2 separate regions of the Canis lupus genome follow, and region 2 is linked to region 1. A link is a contact called in public Hi-C data. All regions are on one chromosome and are shown on one strand. The core of a region is the stretch at or near the end of the contact, and the rest is flanking DNA. Distances in the headings are between cores, read along the strand shown.

What was found. Hi-C and Micro-C count contacts between places; a contact is called where the count stands out from the background.
Region 2: a Hi-C map of blood shows a contact between it and region 1, with 5 times the contacts expected there. The contact joins two enhancer-like sites. A contact is called at or near these places in 5 of 9 Hi-C or Micro-C datasets (amygdala and blood).

What each region holds. Positions count from the first base shown.
Region 1 is chr8:42,424,475-42,429,215 of UU_Cfam_GSD_1.0, reverse strand. The region is part of intron 7 of RAD51B (DNA repair protein RAD51 homolog 2); the gene reads right to left. Among named protein-coding and RNA genes, the nearest start is that of RAD51B, 370 kb to the right of the region's middle. Within about 2 kb of position 1,300, at least 9 of the 20 cell types and tissues checked have an H3K27ac peak or open chromatin away from gene starts, as enhancers often do. A contact at or near this core is called in blood, where this site is marked.
Region 2 is chr8:42,965,312-42,969,554 of UU_Cfam_GSD_1.0, reverse strand. LOC111097086 (a long non-coding RNA gene) reads right to left here. Exons shown (of 3, transcript XR_005363466.1): 2 at 3,787-4,243; 3 at 3,091-3,561. The region is part of intron 3 of LOC111097087 (a long non-coding RNA gene); the gene reads left to right. Among named protein-coding and RNA genes, the nearest start is that of ZFP36L1, 20 kb to the right of the region's middle. Within about 2 kb of position 2,659, at least 13 of the 20 cell types and tissues checked have an H3K27ac peak or open chromatin away from gene starts, as enhancers often do. A contact at or near this core is called in blood, where this site is marked.

The DNA.
Region 1 (4,741 bases), core at 51-2,550:
GAACCCTGCTTTGGAATTTTTATGACATTTCATTCTTAACAAACAAGAAAGTCTCACAATCTTCTTCCAGCTTCAAAGCATCACCATGGTGGTGGCCTGTGATAGATATCCTGGGTCTGATTTATATATGTTGTTTCAGGTATTCTCAAAAGTCATATGGTTTACTCTTTATTAAAGAGAAGCAGCTCTGTCAAGCAAACAAATAAACAAAGCCTCCTTCTCCCTAACGTATGAGCTTATCCTGATTCCTGCCAGTCACCTGGGTCACTTCAACAAGCCCTCAAGTCACCAGTGCCTTCTCTGAAAAAGTAGGGTCATACAAGTGGCCTCAGCTACAAACCAAAAATACTCCAAGATTCCCAGTTGGAAAATAGTATAGAGTGTGGTATAGGTAGGTGTGTAAAGCTACAGTCCAGTTAGTCTTTGATGCAACAAGTGGGCTTCTGAAAAGTCAAGGTTTAAATACTTCTTTTTTTTCATGTTTGTAAATGGAATCATTTACAATTCACATCAGGAACTTGCTATTTAATGAAATCCGATTGTGTTTCCAGCTGTAAAGGACAGAATGCCCCCGTAATTAAAATAAAATATTTTTTGACCAATTTTAGACATTCAGACTTGGCTTTACTGGAGTTCCTTTGGGGATCCCTGGGTGGCTCAGCGGTTTGGCCCCTGCCTTTGGCCCAGGGCACAATCCTGAAGTCCAAGGATCGAGTCCCACGTCGGGCTCCCTGCATGCAGTCGGCTTCTCCCTCTGCCTGTCACTGCCTCTCTCTCTCTATGTCTATCATAAATAAATAAATAAATAAATAAATAAATAAATAAATAAATAAACAAATCTTAAAAAAAAAATCTACTGGAGTTCCTTTATGTAGCATCTACGTAGGGTGTTTTCACTAGTCGGATGCAGTTGTGTCTTAATGCTACTCTTTTCTTTGTCAGCAAAAACTCCAAGAAGAATTTCTGTACTCCTAGTTTCTGCTCTTAGCAGCATGGAATGACGAACCTGGTACTGCTGCTTTCTTTACTTTGTGCTTCCTGTGGCATGGGAGGTACCCAGGGAGACAGACACTTGAGTGCTGAGACATCAGCAAATCATTAGAAAAAGCACAAAACAAAACCTAAATTGGACGCGACGTTCCCCAGATCATGCAGCGATATTGGTAAACAAGCTAAAGAGCTGAACCACTATCAGGCTGTTCTTTGAAAACAAAAACCTGTTTTGTATACCTGAGTCAGTGAGGGCAGCATCTTCAAGCTGGCCTAGCTCAGCCACTGCAGTCCGCCTGCCAGAGCAATAGACACCACTCAGGGCAAAGGCTCAGGAGCCTTTCCCCTAGGCCCTCGATGAGCCGCTGGCACTCAGGGCAAGAGTGCCAGCGCCACTGGGGGCATCCATCCCAAGCTGCCATTTCAAAGCAGCTGCCTGCAGGCCCTGTCTGCCCTCTGCTACATGAATGCAATGGGGCAGAAAAATTAAAATGCTGGGGAGCTGGGGGAAAAAAAGAAAGGAAAAAAGAAAGAGGGAAACCTTAAAGGCAGTATCTTGGAAGCATATGTTTTCGAATCACTGCAGCCAGTTCCCTGTCAAGAAAATATTGGCCAGGTTGTCTGGTCCGATCTCATGCAGCCACAGATGGCTTCTGCCTCACTATTCAGATCCCTCCACGGAAAGCAAAGGATACCCTACTTCGTGGTGTAGTCATTCTGCCACCTAGTGTTATACGTGAAAACAAACACATGACTACTTGCTGTCTTAAAAGAGGAAAGAGTCAAGAATATTGCTAATTGCTTTTTTTCTCCCCTTTCTAAAAAAGAACATCCTTCATTTATGCTTGCAGCCTGAGGTGGTATCACCAATATTTACAATAGTCTTTTTCTCATATGAATGGAAAGCCAGAGAGCATGAGGTCTGCAGTTTAGAATGTGAAGGAGAAAGGAGTGTAGCCCCACAAACCCATTCTAATGATTTTTAAAAGACCTATCCCTCAATATAAGGAGGAATGTAAGGTAAGGGCAATACCTCCATGTAAGGTAAATACTACAAATACAATAATGCAAATTAGGAAGTGAAACCACCTAGGCCTAGGCAGGGACAGCCTACCCCTGTACTTTCTGTCCTGGAGAAGAGAAGAAAAGGCAGAGAAAACAGGCATTTCTTTTTTTTTTTTTTTAATTTTTTATTTATTTATGATAGTTACAGAGAGAGAGAGAGGCAGAGACACAGGCAGAGGGAGAAGCAGGCTCCATGCACCGGGAGCCCGATGTGGGATTCGATCCCGGGTCTCCAGGATCACGCCCTGGGCCAAAGGCAGGCGCCAAACCGCTGCGCCACCAGGGATCCCCGGCATTTCTATTTAAGGTGTTATCACTTCTATAGCTAACACACAGGGAGGTAATGAAATAAGCTGCAGCCTTGGAGAGAAAGTCTTGGGTTTGAGTTGCAATTCTGTAGCTCCCTAGCTGGGCTGGGTAAGTGGCTCAGTATCGCTGCGAGGTGAACTGCTTTACTAAAAAACAACTGTACTTATGACTCCTCTTTCTGCTTTCACAAAACTGTCCTAGAGGATCAATTAGGTAATGGACATGAAGGCATTCTGTCAACTATAAAGCATTACGAAGACCATTTCCCCAAGTTATTATTCCCTTCTCTGGTTTATGGTTGTCACTGATGTGTAATGTGGCCCCCTGTGTAGAGGGTTTGTGTAACCAACTTGTCCTAGAGTGCTAGTGTTTATTCTCAAATAAAGTGCTTTTATGGCTAAAAGAAATATTAAGTAAGAAATGTTTGAATATTTATGCAACATATGAAAATATCCCCCCACTTGACTAATGAAGAATCAGCATTATAGTTTAAAATCCGGTTCCTCCAAATGTTTCTCCTTAAAATTATGTTCCCTTGAGAATGATAAGGTTATCTTGATGAGCTGTTTCACCAAGATTGACATAGTCGTCCAAGTTCTTAAAGTTACAGAGAGCCTGAACTGAACTTTCCCTCTCGTGGGTATAGCCTGATGATCATCGATCTAGCATCAGGAACTCTCATCTTTCGTTTCTATTCCCACATTAACCAAGTCAGGCAACTGCAAGCAAGTCACTTAACTCAATTTCGGTTTCCAAATGTGCAAAACGTAAGGGGTGGAATAAATAACTGCTCTTTCCAGTTCTATAATGAAAAGTTGTTCTGCTTTTGATATTGAAATTCAAAGAAAATTCAAAGCTCGAGGTAGACCAGCTATACTGTAATTCTTCAGAAAAATCCTAAAAGTTATATAAATTTCCAGCCACAGGACAGAGGGGACAGCCTCAAGAGAGATGGCCACTGTAGAATGGGTGTTTTTGTGTCTATCAGAATCTCTTAAAGCTGTTCAGAAACCACTGTGGGCTAAAACAAACAGGCTGCAAGAAAGTGCTTACCCAGCCACCTACCTAGGCTTTCAAAATGCCAAAGAAAGATTTTGCTTCCATTTAGCTCTGAAAACACAGTTTTGCTCTTTTTAGTAATATTTTTAACAATGCCAAAAAAAGAGTTCTATTTATCCAGATTTCCTCCCTTCCTACAAATGTCAACATTACTTGGGACTACAGCACAAACAGCCTAGAGTTTTCATGATGTGAACATCAGACCAAAGTCACAGTGCAGAGGGATCAAACTTGGAATATGATTGCCAATAAAGGGTATCACTTGTGCCTAGAAAAAGCCAGCCATTGATTCCTCTTTCAGAAATTACAACCACACTGGGTTTACCAGCTCTTCTTGCCATATGGAAGCCACCTTATTTTAAATGTCCCAGATTCCCTCTCCCCTAGGGTGATGCCGTTGCCTAGTCTTGTAAAAAATGCTTAGCTTTGCTCAATACCCCCACCCCCAACCCCCACTACCCCCAGGGCTGCTATGTTTGTGTATGTCGTGGCATATTTGGGCCAGGAAGATTTAGTCCTTACCCTTCCCCCACGGACTGGAACTCCCACCACCCATATCAAAAGGATTTTTTCAGGCCTTGCCAATAATCTCCTGGAGGCCTTGGAAACAAACTTAATCACGGTTCTCATCAATCTTTCTCCTCTGGCCAAATAGAGCCAGGAGGAAAGGTGGTGCTAGACTCTTTTATTTTCTCCCTCAAAACACACTTCTGTCCACAGAGTTAGGCCCACTATGGGTTCCTGGGAGCTAACACTTTTCTGAGGAAAGTTCTGGGATTTCACAATTGCCCCAAACCAAATGCATATGAAACTTTAAGTCTAAATTCCACAGCGCCTTTTAAAAGGAGGGGCCTTGCCTCCCCTTGGCTTACAAAAACCCTGAAGGCTTGTTGTAGCTCATTCATTTTGGCAGTTTTCCAGGACAGCTGACAAACTGAAAATAAGCACACTGCTGTCCCCCCTCCTCTACTCCCCACACCACCTTCCCCCATTCCCTGACAACCAGCACTCTTCACTTACACACGAAGACCCCAGAGAGTCAGACATACTCTCAAAATAACGTGTAGGTGAACACCATCTCTGCCTAATTGCTCAGAGTTTAATAGTGATCTTAAACATTCCTGGTTTGAGATTACAAATGTCAGCCATCATTAGTTAAATCAGACTATGGGATTAGAGCCCTGCTCAATATGTGAGAGTAGGATTTCACTTTTTTGGGATCTGTATCCAAGGTCAAAAATCTCCTTTGAGACAGGCCTACCTCCACTCCTAAGCTGCCTCTGTGTTTCTGTCTGTTTTGATAATCAACAGGAAAAGA
Region 2 (4,243 bases), core at 1,410-3,909, 540 kb before region 1:
TTAGCTGCTCTCTGGGAAGAGTGAGTAAGAGCTGACATCCCAGCATGGGCATTGGCTAACTAGAGCTGGGGCTGGCCCTCCCAGGGAGAAGTGGGCGCACCACCACGTGGGTCACTTACCCCTTCATGTTTCTCTTTGCCACCAGACCTCTTCACAAGGGTCCCCTTTCTCTGGCTGATCATGAAGGTCACCATTTATTGAGTGCTTACCATGTTCCAAGGGCTGGCTAAGCCCCTTCTGTTGGATGTAGCCATGTGTGCACACAGCAGTGGGGGCCATTGTGAAATGAGAACCATGGGACTCCCATTATCTTTTTTTTTTTTTTTTTTTTAAGGCAAGAATTCTTTTTTTTTTTTTTTAATTTATTTTTTTATTTATGATAGTCACACACAGAGAGAGAGAGAGGCAGAGACACAGGCAGAGGGAGAAGCAGGCTCCATGCACCGGGAGCCCGACGTGGGATTCGATCCCGGGTCTCCAGGATCGTGCCCTGGGCCAAAGGCAGGCGCCAAACCGCTGCGCCACCCAGGGATCCCGGGACTCCCATTATCAAACCTTCCTCCTTGTGCCACAGGGGCCAGTGCTTCACAAAGGACCTCATGGAACTGATAGGAAGCCCTTAGCGCAGTGCTTCCCGTGGAATAAACACTTGGTAAATGGTAGCTAGTACTATTAATCTTCAGAGCCACCATGTGAGGTAGGTACTGTATTATCCTCATTTCTCAGAAGAGGAAGCTGAGGCCCAGAGAAGTTAAGCCACTTGCTGGAGATCACACAGTGAGTGGGAAGCAGAGCTAGAATTTGACCTGGATTAGTTTGACTCTAAAACTGCATGTTGGGCAGCCCGGGTGGCTCAGTAGTTTAGCGCCGCCTTCAGCCCAGTTCGTGATCCTGGAGACCTGGGATCGAGTCCCACATTGGGCTCCCTGCATGGAGCCTGCTTCTCCCTCTGCCTATGTCTCTGCCTCTCATTCTCTCTGTGTCTCTCATGAATAAATAAATAAAATATTAAAAAAAAATAAAACTGCATGTTGCTTTTCAGGTGCTCTTTCCTCCCTCCCCTTGAGGCTATTACACCCCAAAGGCCTTCCTTTGCATAGTTGCGGGTCACTGAGCAGGGGCTTTTACTCATCTATCACCCCCGTAGTGTGCAGGTGAGCCAGGCTTGCACTCAGACACCTTGGGGATCATCCCTGCCCCCCATTTTTCAGATGAGGAAATGGGGGAGGGCAGTGACTGTGCAAGAGGATGGGCCTAATGGGAAGATGCCTTTCCTGCTCCCATTAAACACACTGACACCAAGTCAAGAGCATCCTTACACCAGAATGGCCTCCTTTTACCCAGCTGTCCTAGCCAGAGGAGCTGCCCAAGTGATGTGTAGGTGGGATAGGGGTCTCATGCTACAGGTTAGGGACCGAGACTGGGGGCGGGGGATGGTACTTCATCTGCTGCCCCGCAAGGTGCAGTCCAGGGCAGGCCTCCCCCTTGTGGTATGCTTGACATGTCACTGGAGGGACTCTACTACAGACCCACAGTAGGTACTTAAAAATGGTCATTGGAGAAATGGCTGTGTCCTGGACCCACAGTGCGGGAGATGAAGTGTGGAATGTACAGAAGGTTAGGAGGGTACGCCATGTCTTCTCCCCATTGCTGGATGAACTGGATCCATCAAATGTGGCTCTCCTTTAGATGTTAGGAAGGGGCCTAAGCAAATCTGGTTTGGGCAGCAGTAAGTTGGGCCACAGGCACTTAGCTGAGGTTCCCACAGGTGGGACACCCTTCTTGGGTGCTGAGGGGATGGCTAAATGCTCAATAACCACCTTCTCTCCTCTTCCCCTCTGAGTGTTGACGTTTCTGAAGGGTCAGGTCTCTGGGTGCCTGCCCCCCAGCTCTGCCCCTCCAGCTTCTGCACTTCCCTTGGACTCTGCAGCGTCTCCCTGCTCTACCTGCAGCCTCACCCCTCCTACCCAGATCTCTCTCCTCCTTCTGGCCTCAGCTTAAGGGTTTCTTCAGGCCTTCTCCAACAGCCCATCCCAATTTGAAACGAGTTTCCCTATATATATGTTCTTGGAGCACTTTATTCTTTTTCTTCACAGGAATTCGAAAACTTTTCAAATGGAATCTTACATTTATGAGATTATTTGTTCAAAACAAGACTGTCTACTCTGTGAGAATAGGCCCCACAAGGGTGGAAACTTGGTCATGGGTCACTTCTTGTCCTTAGGGCCCAGCAGGTGCATTATCTATTCACGACTGATGCCAGAATCGCTAGGACAGGATGAGCCAACTGAGCCGGTTCTGTAAATGTGGTCCCAGGAGCAGTGGCAGCAGCAGCCCCTGGGAACTGGTCAGAGATGCAAATTCTCTGATCTGAGGTGTGGGACCCAGCAACAGTGGGTTTGAACCTATTGTCCCGGCACCCTGGTGCGTACTGAAGTTTGAGAACCCCTGGAGGAAGCAGATCCCCTGCCCTTCCACCGGCGTGCCCCGTGGCAGACGGCAGCGTGGGCCTCCAGAAGAGGCACGGGGGTGAGCAAAGCCACAGGGTCCAACCCCGCGGAGGGGCGGCCCCTCCCGCAGGAGGCAGGCGAGGGGGACGCCGGCCCCGCGCGCCGTTTGGCGGGCTGGCCGCTGGAGGGCAGTGCGGCCACGTTGACGGCGCCCGTGCCAAGGCTGCGGCGGGGCGGGAGCAGCCCTGGAGGCCGCCCGGACCCGCTGGGCGGCTACAGCCCGGGGCGGGGAGGGAGATGGGGGCGAGCCGGTGCCGACCGCGGCCCCCGGCGTCCCTCGGGGCGGAGGGCGCAGGCGCGCGCACCCCGTCCTCCGGCTCCCGACGGCCCTCCCTGCTCGCCGTCCGGTGCCGGCCTGGTGGCCAGTGTGGCTCGCCGTGGGCCTGGAAGTTTCGGCGGGACTGCAGGACGCGCAGGGGAGGAGATGCCGTCAGGCCGCCTGGGGCACAGCGCCAGAGAGGGCGGCGGGACCTTGACAGCCTCCCCAAGGCAAAGGGCAGCCTCCCGCGTGACCCCTCCGGCCTGCAAAACAAGTCGGCCATCTTGGCGGCCGGGCGGGCGGGGGAGGGGCGGGGGGGGCGGCGCCTGGGCCCGGGCAGCCCCAGCCCCCGAGGCCTCTGCGAAGCGCAGCGGGCCCCTTGCGGCGCACCTCCTCCTCCTCGCCCGGGGTTAGAAGAGCCTACAGAGGCGGTGAAGCGGCTCCTGCGGCCAGCAGGTGTTGGTCTGCAGTCGGATCGGATCCGAGGCGAGCTGCAGCCAAGTGCGTGTCTTGGTGCTCACAGCATGGAGTGCCGCTCCTCCCCAGGCCACACGGGTGTCCGGGTGTCCGAGCCAAGGGTCAAGGACCGGCAGCCTGGGTCTGAATCTGAGTGCCAGTCTCCTCTCCGTCCCTCTCCACCATGAGGACTTTCAGTGCCATTCCGAATGCCCCTCCAGGAGCCTCAGGCCTGCGGGCCACACCACACCTGTTGTCTTCCATCTGACCTGGTTCACTCATCCACACTCTCTCTCTCTTGTCATTTGGGATTTTTCAGCTTCTAAAATATTCTTTCTTTTTTAAAAAAAAATTTTATTTATTTACTCATGAGAGACACAGAGAGCGAGGCAGAGACATAAGCAGAGGGAGAAGCAGGCTTCATGCAGGGAACCTGATGCAGGGCAGGATCCCAGGAACCCAGGATCAGGACCTGAGCCAAAGGCAAATGCTCAAATACTGAGCCACCCACGTGCTCCTAGAATATTCTTAATATCATCAGTCTTTCAAGCTCTAACTTACATATCAGCTCCAGCAGGAAGCCTTCCTCAGTTTCCCTCTCTTTGCTGTCAGCAGACTCTGTCCCTCCTTCTCTGCCCACGGGTGGTACCATTAGCCTTTGCTAACAGGACTCTGTTTTCTTCCTTGTGTTTGTCTTCCCCCACTAAATTATGGGCACCTTGAGGGGAGAGACCATGAGATAGCAGTGGTCTTAGTGTCCCTGACAACAGCACCTCACCCATGTAGGTCATTCAGTAAAGGGTTGTTGCCAGACAATCATGAAATTATTGAATGGGTTTTGGCTTTGGAAACAAAGTTCTCAAACGTTTTGAACCTTGGGCAAAGGAACATATAATGGTGTTTTCTTAAGCCCTGTAATGGAATCCTTTTGTGTTTTTAATTGCTTTAAGTTATTTTTAGTGGAAATGTCAGGGTGTCATAGGAACAAACACCATGGAGCTGAGTTGACCAAGAAGAC